2 separate regions of the Sus scrofa genome follow, and region 2 is linked to region 1. Evidence: chromatin contacts called from public HiChIP or PLAC-seq data. All regions are on one chromosome and are shown on one strand. The core of a region is the stretch at or near the end of the contact, and the rest is flanking DNA. Distances in the headings are between cores, read along the strand shown. Region 1 overlaps CSTF3 (cleavage stimulation factor, 3' pre-RNA, subunit 3, 77kDa). Region 2 has its middle 6.3 kb from the start of DEPDC7.

Region 1 (6,907 bases), core at 4,339-6,838:
GCCCCACATCTTGGTTGTAAAGCAATAATCATATCATATCATTACAACTATATAAAAGAGGTGCATTGCGACTCAGCATTACTACTGGAAAAATAATTCTAAAAGGGAACTGTTTCATCAGAGCTCAGTAGCAATGCATGTCTGTACGATTGTGTGGATATGGTTTAGCACTGAGTAAAAATGATTTTGTAAGAATTATAGTTCTCCCAGAGTAACTCAGCAGTAACATAAGACTCTCAAAAACATTAGGAGTGGTTCTTTCATTACAATTAATATAAAAACAAACACTGATATCCAGGTACCTGATATTAGAAAGACTAGAATCCATAAGTCCACAAAGCATAAAAATAAAAATGGCTTGGTTATAATAATTAACTACTCTGCCCTAATTTACCTCTTCATACTTGTTATAGTCTCGCCACAGTTGTTCAATGTTGATCATTGGATTAACACAACCTCGTTGATAAACTCTTCTAACAGCTGTTATTCTCTGATTTTCTGCATAAGATCCAACAGCTTCCCTGATATTGGATAAGAAATGCCATCAGTTATATTATAAGTAATCAACTATTGACATGGAAAATCAAAAACTATAAAAATACTTACACGCCTTTTAAGAAATTGATGTAATCCACCCAAATCTAAGAAATAAAATAAAATGTCAGTAATCTTCCTTAGTAGCTTCAAATGTATTACTGTATGTATTAAAAAGAAATTTAATTCTACCTGATAAGACATAATTTCCATTCCAATTTTATCCAGTGCAAAATCATATGCTTGAGCCATTTTTTCTCTGAAATAAATGTAAAAAACATATTTTTAAAGTATATGGTACAGTTACTAAAATGCATCTATAACTAAAACATAATCCTAACTTCTGATCATATAATCACATGTAACTCTTTTATATAAAAAATGTAAAGACATCTTTGCAAATACATAAAGTACTTCTTTTGTGTTTAGCATGTCGATATCATTAATTTATATATTTTGTTTCTTTGACCTTACCATTTGTGAGCTTATCAAAGATAGGGGTCATGTTTTCTTTATATCATTTAACTTGCCAAATCTTACTTATAAGTAGCAGATTCACACATGGAAATATCTGGTTCTATCATTTAGAAGTTAAGCTATCATGGAAACAACTTACATGTCCATTGACAGAGGACTGGATAAAGAAGATGTGGTACATATACACAATGGAATATTACTCAGCCATTAAAAGGAAAGAGATAATAGCATTTGCAGCAATGTGGATGGATCTAGAAACTGTCATGCTAAGTCAGTCAGACAGTGAGACACCAACATCAACTGCTATCGCTTACATGGGGAATCTAAAAAAAGGACACAATGAACTTCTTCACAGAACAAATACTGACTCACAGACTTCCAAAGAAGACAGATTGGGAGATGGTGGGATGTGCTGGGGCTTTGGGATGGAAATGCTATAAAATTTGGTTGTGATGATCATTGTACAACTATAAATGCAAACTGAATAATAAAAAATGCTATAAAATTTAAAAAAAAGAAGGCAAGTTATGCCTGAAGATCTATTCGCTCTGAGGTAAAACGTACAGAGAAAGAACTTCAATGTATGACAATAAACGATAATGAGGAAAATAAAATAAAGACAGAATTCTGGTTACAGAAATAATTTACCTGTTTGTTATACACAAAAATAGCACTTGAGAAGGTACATTATTTAGATTCAGCAAAGATGGTTAGGTGGGGTAAGTCCTAGTGAGGAGGTCAACTACACAACAATACCATTGTCATAGATGACTTGGAATACTTAGCATATCACATCATAACCTGCCAAGGGTCATGCCATGACAAGTAATTAGATGTTTTTTATTAAGTATGACAACAAGCCTGTCAACAAAGTGATCTGGTGTTGTCAATATACAATGTTTCAATACAGAAGAAGGGCTGGGATGATTCGGTTCTCCAGAGCAAGTCTAATGCCAGTGTTTTTCTTTGAAGTATTTTTTCCGTGGTTTACTGGCTTATCAGAGAACCCTGACTTTTCAAACTTGAAAGCTGCTTCACCCTCTGGAATTAAAAGAAGGTGTGTTTCTATTGTATTGACTGTGCTTGCAGATATCTTGTATTAAGATCCTGATTTAACTTACTTATAACTTGGTAGTTTACCCTTGGTTTCCCGGACATATGAAAGGTAACACTTCCATAAATCAATGTGCAAAACCTTCATAAGGCATCTCTGAAACAGCTGTAAATATAATAAAATATTATCAGAATTCATAGTTAAATAAATTTCACATGTATATAGTTGAAATGAAACATTAAAGAAATAAATTCAGCTCTTTTCATAAATTTATCTTCTCACAAATAAATTGTGACTAACAATTCCCTATATTTTGTTTAGATAATCACAATCATTCTCATAATTTTGGTCAGCAGACTAAGTACAATGAACTTATAAAATAATCAATCTATTATATAATAATATAATCAATAACCAGATTCAATAATTGTTAACATTTTACTATATTTACCTTACATATTTTAAGCCCTAAATTAAACTTCAGCACAAAATTAAAAGTTTATTTAAGAGAACTCACTTTTTCAACCTTATCATAATTTTTAGCTTTAATCTGCAGAGAAAAAGAAAAATATAGGATTAACATCATTCTTTTTAGAGTATTAAAATACTGAGTGTTTTGATTAATCTTACAAATTCACTTCTACATTTTCCTATTAATTCTGCCTTTCAAAAATAACAAATAATAGAAGTCTGGAACCCAACACAGATAATACTCATTGCAAATATTCCATACACATAATTGATTCTATATGGATAAATTTTTATACATTCATTGATGTTGGAATTTTGTGAATTTAAAATTTTGTAAAACAGTCTCAAGATGAATACAGAAATATAAACAAGGCATACCTGAATATGGCTTTAAGCATCTACTAAAGACAAATTTAAAGCTTTATTTTCCCTGAATAGCTACAATCTGAGTAGAGCAGCAAATAAGATTTGTTAATTTTGACTACACATAAATTTTAATCATTCAGTCAACCTATTATATATTATACTCTAGGCACTGTGGCTACCACAGTGAACAAAGCATACATAGCTCGCCTATATCCTCATAGAGCTGACAATTTACAATTGTACAGGGGGAAGTAAAGGGTGCTATGGGAGCATTTAGGAGATGCATAAAATCCAGACATGGGAGGTTGTAAAAACTCCTGGAAGCAGTTAAGATGTTAAGAATGAGGCGTTTGGAGTTCCCGTCATGGCTCAGTGGCTAATGAATCCGATTAGCAACCATGGGACTGCGGGTTGGATCCCTGGCCTTGCTCAGTGGGTTAAGGATTAGGCGTTGCTGTGAGCTGTGGTGTAGGTCGCAGACGCAGCTTGGATTACGCGTTGCTGTGGCTCTGGTGTAGGCTGGCAGCTGGCAGCTACAGCTCTGATTAGACCCCTAGCCTGGGGACTTCCATGTGCTGCGGGAGCGGCCCTAGAAAAGACAAAAAAAAAAAAAAAAAAAAAAAAGAATGAGGTGTTAGGACAGAATGGCTATCATCAAAAAGCCTAAGAAAAATAAATGTTGGTGTGAAGAAAGGCACCTCCTTCACTGTTGGTGAGCATATAAACTTGTGTAGCCATTATGGTTAACAGTTTGGAGGTTCCTCAAAAAAAACTAAAAAGTAGTTCATATGATCCAGCAATACCACTCTTGGGCACATATCCCATAAAGACAGAAACTCTAAATTCAAAAACAGATACATGTACTATAATGTTCACAGAAGCACTATTTACAGTAACAAAGACATGGAAGAAACCCAAGTGTCTATCCACCATCAGCTGGCTTAAAATGAAACTATATGCCCTTTGATGCCCTTTGTAGCAACATGGATGGACCTAGAGAATATTATACTAAGTGAAGTAAGTCAGACAGGGAAAGACAGATATTTTATGATCTCACTTATATGTGGAATCTAAAAACTAATACAAATGAATCTATATAAAAAAAGAGACACACAGACATAGAAAACAAACTTATGGCTGGTTACCAAAGGGAAAAGGGTTGGAGGGAGGGATAAATCAGGAGTATGAGATTAACAGATATGAACTACCATACATAAAATAGATAAACAATAAGAATTTACTGTATAGCACAGGGAATTATATTCAGTATCTTGTATTAACCTATAATGGAAAATAATCCAAAAAAATATATATACATGTAACTGAATCACTTTGGTATACACTTGAAACTAACACAATATTATAAATCAACTACAGTTTAATTAAAAAAAAAAAAAGAATGAGGTGTTAGACTGGTAAAGAAAAAGAGGAGTTATTCCAGGTAGGAGAATTGGTATGTGAGAAGACAAAGGCAAATATTAGATTTCCCATTCTTTCAGTATTTTTATCAGATGGTAGGAAGAGTTAGATCATTCAACTGTGATGTATCAGCAAATCTATCAGTCTCATAGGTACTTAATTCAACTGGTTAGAGAACTCTTGGCTTGTGGTCCTTTTCTATCAGTTGTACATATATTTTCCCACTGCTTTCTGGGTAAGGTATTGCAAATCAGAACTCTGGTGACAGGCTATTTTTCTTTCGCTGATTACTTGCTCTTTCTCTCCGGAACTTGTAAGATTTCACCCTTGATCTTCAGAGTTCATAAATTTTAACAGGGTTTGCTTAAATATAGGTCTTTGCTCTTTGAGACAGTTTAGTTAAAGTTCTGCAGTCAGATCTCTTGGATCCACTTTCTGACTCTCTACCTAACTTTTCTCTTCATCTGAATTAGTGGGGATAACAGTACCCATTTTGTAGGGCTATTGTAAGGACTCAATGAGTTAATAAATTTAAGCCCTTAGAACACTGTCCAGCTGAGTACTTAGTAATTGACTTTTGTTATCATTAATACAAGTTCTGCCTAGAATTCAGCATGTTCTTTGAAGCTACAGACTCATACCTTTTTCAGCTCAAGATTTTTCATCTTTTAAAAACCATGGCCTCTCTTCAATGTTTCTTTTTACTTTTAGAACTTCAATTATACGCATTAGGTCTCCTTGTTCCATCCTCAAAATCTGTTGTTTTTACACTTTCTTTGCCTTTTTGTTCTAGGTTTAAAAATATTTCTTCCACTAGAGTCTCCATGTTACCATTTTCCTCCATTTGACCTATTGCTGTAGTTGGTTCAAAAATGGCTTTTAAAAAGTGCGTTTAATACTGCACTTTCAATCTCACTGTGTTCCCATTATTTTGTTTAAGTGGTTTTCTCTCCTTCAGCAGCTCTATTTTGTTGGGGGCCTATCCCAACAGTCTATAATCCTTTCTTGTTGCTGGATCCTTAGATATGCAATTATTATTTTTTTTTTTCTATCTATTCCCTGAGCTCCGAGTTGGTAGTCCCCGTGTAGCAGTCGACCTTCTCTAGCATGACAGCTGAGTAGCAGGTGTAGACAGCAAGCTGGCTCTTGGTAGTCTTCTGACAAAAAACCAAAGAGAAATCTTTGCTCAAGAGCAGGGAGGACTAGGCCTGCCAATTCAAGTCCTTTTTGGTTTCCTGGAGGCCAATCTGATGATGTCAACATTCCTCTGGGCAGAAAGGCAGTGGAAGGATGCCAAATATTTCTGAGTTTCTTATTCCTTGTCCTGGACTCTCCATCAGGACTCCTCTATCAGACAGTCATAGAATCTAAGGTTTCCTTATATCCAGCTGCTTGGCTCAGTATAGGTAAATAGGCTGAGTTGAAAGTGGGAGTGAAGTTAGATGAATTCAAGTCACCAGCTTACCAAATATAGATTACAGATTATACACAGTTCTCACAATTGACCAGAAAAACCAAGTTTACACATTGGGAAAACTGACAAAGAGTATGAATAGGCAATTCCCAGGAGAGAAAATGTAAAGGGTTAAAAATAATATGGCACCCTTTAAAAAAAAAAAAAGGAAAAGTTATGTGAATATGTATGCTCCTTTTCTCTCTCTCAAAATATCTCATTGGGAGTTCCCATCATGGTGCAGTGGTTAACGAATCCGACTAGGAACCATGAGGTTGAGGGTTTGATCCCCGGCCTTGCTCAGTAGGTTAAGGATCCGGCGTTGCCGTGAGCTGTGGTGTAGGTAGCAGATGCGGCTTGGATCCCGCATTGCTGTGGCTGTGGTGTAGGCCGGTGTCTACAGCTCCAATTCCACCCCTAGCCTGGGAACCTCTATATGACGCAGGAAGCGGCCCTAGAAAAGGCAAAAAGACACACACACAGTATAAATTTCCAAAATGGGAAATACAAATTAAAATAATAGCTATCTTTTTATACAAATCAGTATGGTAGAAGCTTCAGAGGGTATTAACACTACTAAAGTGATGAGAAAAAGACTTCATCCATTGCTAGAAGAAATATGAATTGTTATGGCCTTTAAAGAAAGCCACTGGCAAAAGCTACTCAAAGATTACACATCTTTTTCTTTTTTTCCTGTCTTTTCTAGGGCCACACCCACAGCATATGGAGGTTCCCAGGCTAGGAGTCTAATGGAGCTGTAGCCGCCAGCCTATGCCAGAGCCACTGTGGGATCCAAGTCACATCTGCAACCTACACCACAGCTCAAGGCAATGCCAGATCCTTAACCCACTGAGCAAGGCCAGGGATCGAACCTGCAACCTCACGGTTCCTAGTTGGATTCGTTAACTACTGAGCCACGATGGGAACTCCTACACATCTTTTCTTTTTTTCTTTTTAGAGCCACATCTGCAGCATATCAAGTTACTGGGGGCTAGGGATCAAACTGGAGCTGCAGCCTATACCACAGCCACAGCAACGCTGGGACTAGAGCCACGTCTGTGACCTACATCACAGCTGAAGGCAACGCCAGATACTTCACCTACTCAGAGAGGCCAGGATTCAAACCGACATCC
Region 2 (6,305 bases), core at 1,346-3,845, 110 kb before region 1:
TTATAGCTATTAGTAGTTGCATTATGTATTGTGGTGCCTTATATATTGTTGGGTGCATATATATTTACAGTTGTTATATCTTCTTGTATTGATCCTTTAATCATTACAAAATGTCCTTCTTTGTCTCTTATAACCTTCTTTATTTTAAAATCTATTTTGTCTGAATATTGCTACTCCTGCTTTTCTGTGATTTCCATTTGCATGTAATATTTACTTTTATCCCCTCACTTTAAGTCTATGTGTCCTTAGATCTGAAGTGCATCTCTTGTAAACAGAATATATATGTGTCTTGTTTTTTTATCCATTCAGCCAGTCTGTGCCTTTTAGTTGGAGCATATAATCCATTTACATTCAATGTAATTATGTACTTATTGTCATTTTCTTAATTTTTTTTTGTATTTCTATTTTGGGTCTTTTTTCTTCCTCTTTTGTTGTCTTCTCTTGTGATTTGCTGACCATCTTTAGTGATATATTTGTCTTGCTTTTTCTTTTTTATGTATGTGTGTGTCCATTATAGTTATTTGATTTGTGGCTCCCAGTATATTTTGAGATAACCTTCTGTATGTGGGCAGAATTGTTTCTGGTTGCTTGTCTCTTAATTTCAAATGCATTTTCAAAGTTCTGCATTTGTCTTCTCATGCTTGCTAGTTTTGATATCATATTTGTCAATGGGTGGTGTCATACTTTTATATTATCTTAGTCTTTACCAGTGAGCTTTTTCTTTTTTAATATTCTTATTTCTAATTGTGGCTTTTCCTTTTCTGCTTAGAGAAGTTCCTTTAGTAGTTGATGTAGAGCTGGTTTGGAGGTGCTGAATTCTCTTAGCTTTTGCTTGTCTAAAAAGCTTTTGGTCTATCAAATCTCGATGAGAGCTTTGCTGGGTAGAGTATTCTTGGTTCTAGATTTCTCCTCTTTATCACCTCAAATATGTTTTACCACTCTCTCCTACTTGTAGAGTTTCTGTTTAAAATCAGCTTTTATCCTTATGAGGGTTTGTTGCTTTTCTCTTGTGGCTTTTAACATTTTTTTACTTTGTATTTAACTTTTGTCCATTTGATTAGTATGTGTTTCACTGCGTTTCTCCTTGGATTTATCCTGTAATGGAATTCTCTGTGCTTCAACTTGAGTGAGTGTTTCCTCTCCCATGTTAGGGAAATTTTCATATACAATCACTTCATATATCTTCTCTGGCCCTTCTTCGCTCTATTCTCCTTCTGGAACCCCTATTGTGTGAATATTGGTATGTTTAATGTTATTCCAGAGGTCCCTTAGACTCTCCTCAGTTCTTTTCAGTCTTTATTCTTTTCTGTGGCAGTTACTCCCACCTCTCTGTCTTCTACCTCACTTATTCATTCTTTGCCTTCATTATCCTGCTATTGATTCTTCCTAGTGTATTTTTCATTTCAGATATTGTGCTATTCATCTTGCTCTTTAAATCCTCCAGCCCTTTGTTAAACATTTCTTTTAAGTTTTCAGTCTGTGTCTCCATTCCTTTCCAAGATCTTGGATCATCCTTACTATCATCACTCTGAATTCTTGTTCAGGTAGATTGCCTATCTCCTCATCATTTAGTGGTTTTTGTCTTGTTCTTTTGACTGAAATCTACTTCTTATCATCTCATAATGTCTGCCTTTCTGTTTATTGTCCCCTAGACAGCAGGTATGCAGATGAAGCATCAAGTGCCCAGTCCTGGGGTTCTCAAGGGTGGTAGTGGTTCACCTGTACCCAGAGCACATCATGGGGGCAGCAGGATAATACTACGTCTCCTGGAGCTGGGTGGCTACTAGGGATGGGGTCTGTGAGAAAGGTGGCAGTGATTCACATTTCACAGCATTGCTTTTGTAGCATGCAGAGACAGCAGTGGCCCTGGGGACCCTTCCTGCTACCAGCTAGATTTCAAGACTGTTTCCTGTAACTTGCAGTGTCAGCAGTTGTTCCTGCAGCCCCTCCCTTTGCTGGGAAGGCTCTAGGGACTGCCCTCTGTAGCTGTAGGGGCGGGTGCCATTCAGCAGTCACTCCTCATGTTTGGCCACTCTAGGGATCTCTATATACAGCCCCAAGGGTCAGGGATGCTTTCTAACTATTGCTAAAAGTCCTTCTCTGTAACTTCAGGATGTGCACTTCTGGCAGCCTCTCTCCTTCCCTGGCTGCTGGGAGGAGTGCTCTCTGTAGCTGCTGTGGATCTGAATATGGACCAATGGGCTTCCCACCACTTCCTTGGTGCAGATCAAGTGCCACTGGCCTGGGTCCTCTCAAGGCCACTGACAGGAGCCCTGTAGCTTGTGCTTCTCTCCAGCTGGGCAGCCTACAGTTCTGGCAGGGAGTATGCACTGGTGGCCCTCTCTTGGCTCTTTTGGCACAGATAGGGGACCACTGGCATGAGCCCCTGCAGAGCCACTGGATGGAGCCACTGAGCTTGTGCTTCTCCTGGTTGGGCAGTTTGCAGCTCCTGAAGGGAATGGGTGCTGGTGGCTCTTATAGTGCAGGACAAGCATTGCTAAACATGGGGCCGCTGGCAGGATCAGGGAGCTTATTTTATTCTTCCAGGAAGTTACTCTGCCTGCTCCAAGTTCTCTGTAGCCCTAAGGGTGGGGCTGCTTCCCAGCTGTTGCTAGGCAGCTGCTGCTGCCAATTGGCTCCCAGACCTGAAGCAGTGTCCTATAGCCTGAGAAAGTGCACACATGCAGGGAACAAGGCTGTAGTGGTGAATCCCACCCCTTCCCTCCAGCACCCCCAAACAATGGCACCTAGCCTCTAAGCCTGACTGGGTTGCCTCTACTTGTGCCTTCAAATGTGCTTTCCCTATATTCTAGTCCCTCCAGGAGGTTTTCTTATGGCCAACCCCAGTTTTTTCCCACATAGCCAGCCCCAGCTCTCTCTTTGAGTCTGATCTCTAAGGCCAGAGTTTTAGTTCCCGACACCTGCTGGCACCTGCATATGGTTGCCCATACCACTGACCACTTGCAGAGGATTGTTTCTGTTTTAACTGCTTCACACTGATTGTCTAGAGTTTCTCCTCCATCTTGGCTGATCTCCTCACTGGTGGGGAATTTCCCAGGGTGCAGGAAGTTCTCCTCTTTCCAGCTCCCTTCCAGGGGTACAGGTCCCATTTTGCTTCTCTCTTTTTCTTCTTTCTTTTGCCCTATCTGGTTTTGAGAAGTTTTCCTTGCTCTATCATAATCCTAAGGTCTTTTGTCATTTTTAGCAAATTTTGTGAGAATAGTTCCACGCATAGATGCATTCTCACTGTATTTGTGGGAGTAGGTGAGCCTTATATATTACTACTCCACCATCTTCCTCAGGGACCCCCACATCTTCTTAATCCATTCATCTGTCAGTGGATGTTTAGGTTGTTTCCATGTGTCTGGCTATTATAAATAGTGCTGCTATAAACATAGGGGTGCATGTATCTTTTTGAATTATAGTTTTGTCTGGATATGTACCCAGGAGTGGGATTGCTGGATTATATGGTAATTCTATTTTCAGCTTTCTGAGGAACTTCCATATTGTTTTACATAGTGGTTGCATCAATGTATATTCCCACAAACATTGTAGGAGTGTTCCCTTTTCTCCACACCCTCTCCAGCATTTGTTAAATCTATTTTCCACTGGATGTTGACCCTTAGATAATATATGAACAGTAACATGAATTCCCTTTTTTTTTTCTCCCCAACTAAAAAAATTAAATGCTTATGAATCTGAAAATTTTGATATCTTTAAATATTTCGTGATTTTGTTTTCAACCTTTCACATTTTACTTCAGAAGAAAAATTATTTTTAGCAACATGGATGGACCTAGAAATTATCATGCCAAGTGAAGTCAGCTATACAATGAGACACCAACATCAAATGCTTTCACTGACATGTGGAATCTGAAAAAAGGACAGACTGAACTTCTTTGCAGAACAGATGCTGACTCACAGACATTGAAAAACTTAGGGTCTCCAGAGGAGACAGTTTAGGGGGTGGGGGAATGTGCTTGGGTTATGGGATGGAAATCCTGTGAAATTGGAATGTTATGATCATTATACTACTACAGATGTTACAAATTCATTTGAGTAATAAAAAAAACTAAAAGCTGAGCTTAGAAATATTTAAAAAAAAGGAGAAAAATTAAATTGTAACTATTATGGGGTATAAAGAAACTTCATTTGTAAAAGAGAAAATCATCAGTCTAAGTCAAATTCTGGGGCCCTCAATAAATTATGATAAGAATGGTCATAGTTTATCTCTCTATTAGTTCACCAGGTCAAATAATCACATGACCTTCCTATAGACATTATTATATTCTAAATATTGGGCATGAGTATATTAGTGTTTACTTAATTGAAACTTGTATAGAATGAAAGAGCAAAACAACCATTTGATGTACTTCACTACTCCATGAGAAGGGCTGTTATTGACTTATGGTTTATATAAAGGGCAAGAGGGGTGGACTGTGAATAACGAGAATATTTCTACACAATACTTATGGTAAATATGATTTATTCTAATTCTCCCATAGCCTACAACTAATAAGAAAACTTCAAAATCTCTGTATTTGAAATTACATGGAGGGCAATTCATTATAAATATTAATTTATTTCTCAGTAATCTATGATTTTGTAATATTGTACATCTAAGTAATATTGTATAGAAATTTTCATTAAAAATGGCATGCTTCTTTTCTAAAAAACTTCAGATATACCATTATATCATATATACTAGGCATACAGAATATTGTATATGTATTTGAAATGTATTTTTTTACTGAGAAATATTTTGTTTCTTTAGACATTCACAAAAATTGCTCAGAACCAGTTACGAACAGATTCGGAACTAAATACTAAGGAGACAGCAGTGAAAAGAAAAAAAATCCCTGAAGTCTTGGAGCTTACATTCTGTGTAAAAATTCCTACCAGGTATAAGAACAATTTATGAGGTGCTAGAGGAATATTTCTCAAATGTGGTTCTCTGACACTGCGTGTTATCTGATGTTTTATATTATTAGTGGCACATGTTAAAAAACAGTGGAGATTTGTATATAGTAACACAATTTTATTTTTATTTTTTTGGCCACACCCATGACATGCAGATGTTCCTAGGCCAGGGACTGAAACTTTGCCACAGCAGCTACCTAAGCCACTGCAGTGGCAATGCCAGATCCTTAACCTGCTGCACCACAAGACAACTCCTAGGAAATTTATTTTAGAATGTGATTTTGAAAGTATATGTAATATCCCAAGGTCTTTGGTCTCCTCTAAAAAGTTGTTATAAGGACAAGGAAATGTAAATCTAAATTTTTCCTTTTAAATTATGAGCAGATGAATTCAAACCTGTTGAAATGTGCTCATCTGAACTGACATTAACCTATACCAAATAATGCAAAATAACTCTGAGAAAAATCTTCTTACGAGACAGAAAAGGATATTTTCGTCAGGGTCTTTATTCAATTTTTAAGCTTGCGAGTCTTTGTAAGAGCATAAACAAACAAAGAAATAAAATAGGGAGAGAAATTATAAGCTTTTTTTCTTATAATATCTAAGCATCATTTTTACAGGTCAGTCTCAGGCTGTATAATGTCAAGGGCTCCTTTGTGCCCCCAGATATGTGCATGGACTACTGCTCAAAATGTCTTTAACAGAGGACGGTTTGCTGTACTCTATTAAAAATTAAGGTTAAAATGGTAAGAACCCTGGGAAAGTTAATTTATTAACTTCAATTCACAACAAATTGATAAGTTGTGTATTAGAGCCTTTCCAGAAAACAAATTTTTGTATTATTTTGTGTTTTGCTTTTTAGGGCTGCACCTGCGGCATATGAAAATTCCTAAGCTAGGGGCTGAATCAGAACCATAGCTGCCTGCCTACGCCACAGCCACAGCAGCAAGGGATCTGAGCTGTGTCTGCCACCTCCACCGCAGCTCACAGCAACACCAGATCCTCAACTCACCGGGTGAGGCCAGGGATCAAAGCTGCATCCTCATGGATACTAGTCAGGTTCTTAATCTGGTGAGCCACAATGGGAAATCCCAGAAAACAAGTTTTAATTCCTTTCTGTTTTTGGTATCTTCCTCCTTGTTTCCCCAAATACCTGGCCACTGAAAATGGGGGGTGATTATGAGAGAGAACATTTCCTAAACACAAATAGTCACTCCAGCAATTTGGGGGAGGATGAGCCTTCATTAAGATATGAGTCTGAAGTTTGACTTAGCCAAAATTCAAGATGGAAACTTTAAAATTATACTTTCCATGCCTTAATAGTGAAAAGATGGCACTAAATTGCTATATTAATAACACATTTTTTTCAAAACCTCCAAATATATT

Evidence for each region. HiChIP or PLAC-seq counts read pairs in DNA pulled down with a chosen protein or histone mark.
Region 2: an H3K27ac HiChIP or PLAC-seq map of skeletal muscle shows a contact between it and region 1. The contact joins two enhancer-like sites. A contact is called at or near these places in 1 of 5 promoter capture datasets (liver) and 1 of 2 datasets of contacts at active chromatin or transcription factors (skeletal muscle).

Annotation. Positions count from the first base shown.
Region 1 is chr2:27,822,997-27,829,903 of Sscrofa11.1, reverse strand. It overlaps CSTF3 (cleavage stimulation factor, 3' pre-RNA, subunit 3, 77kDa), which reads right to left. Exons shown (of 22, transcript NM_001267844.1): 4 at 2,583-2,615; 5 at 2,133-2,230; 6 at 727-793; 7 at 607-641; 8 at 395-521. Among named protein-coding and RNA genes, the nearest start is that of CSTF3, 57 kb to the right of the region's middle. Within about 2 kb of position 5,588, at least 12 of the 83 cell types and tissues checked have an H3K27ac peak or open chromatin away from gene starts, as enhancers often do. A contact at or near this core is called in skeletal muscle, where this site is marked.
Region 2 is chr2:27,932,006-27,938,310 of Sscrofa11.1, reverse strand. No RefSeq gene overlaps it. Among named protein-coding and RNA genes, the nearest start is that of DEPDC7, 6.3 kb to the right of the region's middle. Within about 2 kb of position 2,595, at least 10 of the 83 cell types and tissues checked have an H3K27ac peak or open chromatin away from gene starts, as enhancers often do. A contact at or near this core is called in skeletal muscle, where this site is marked.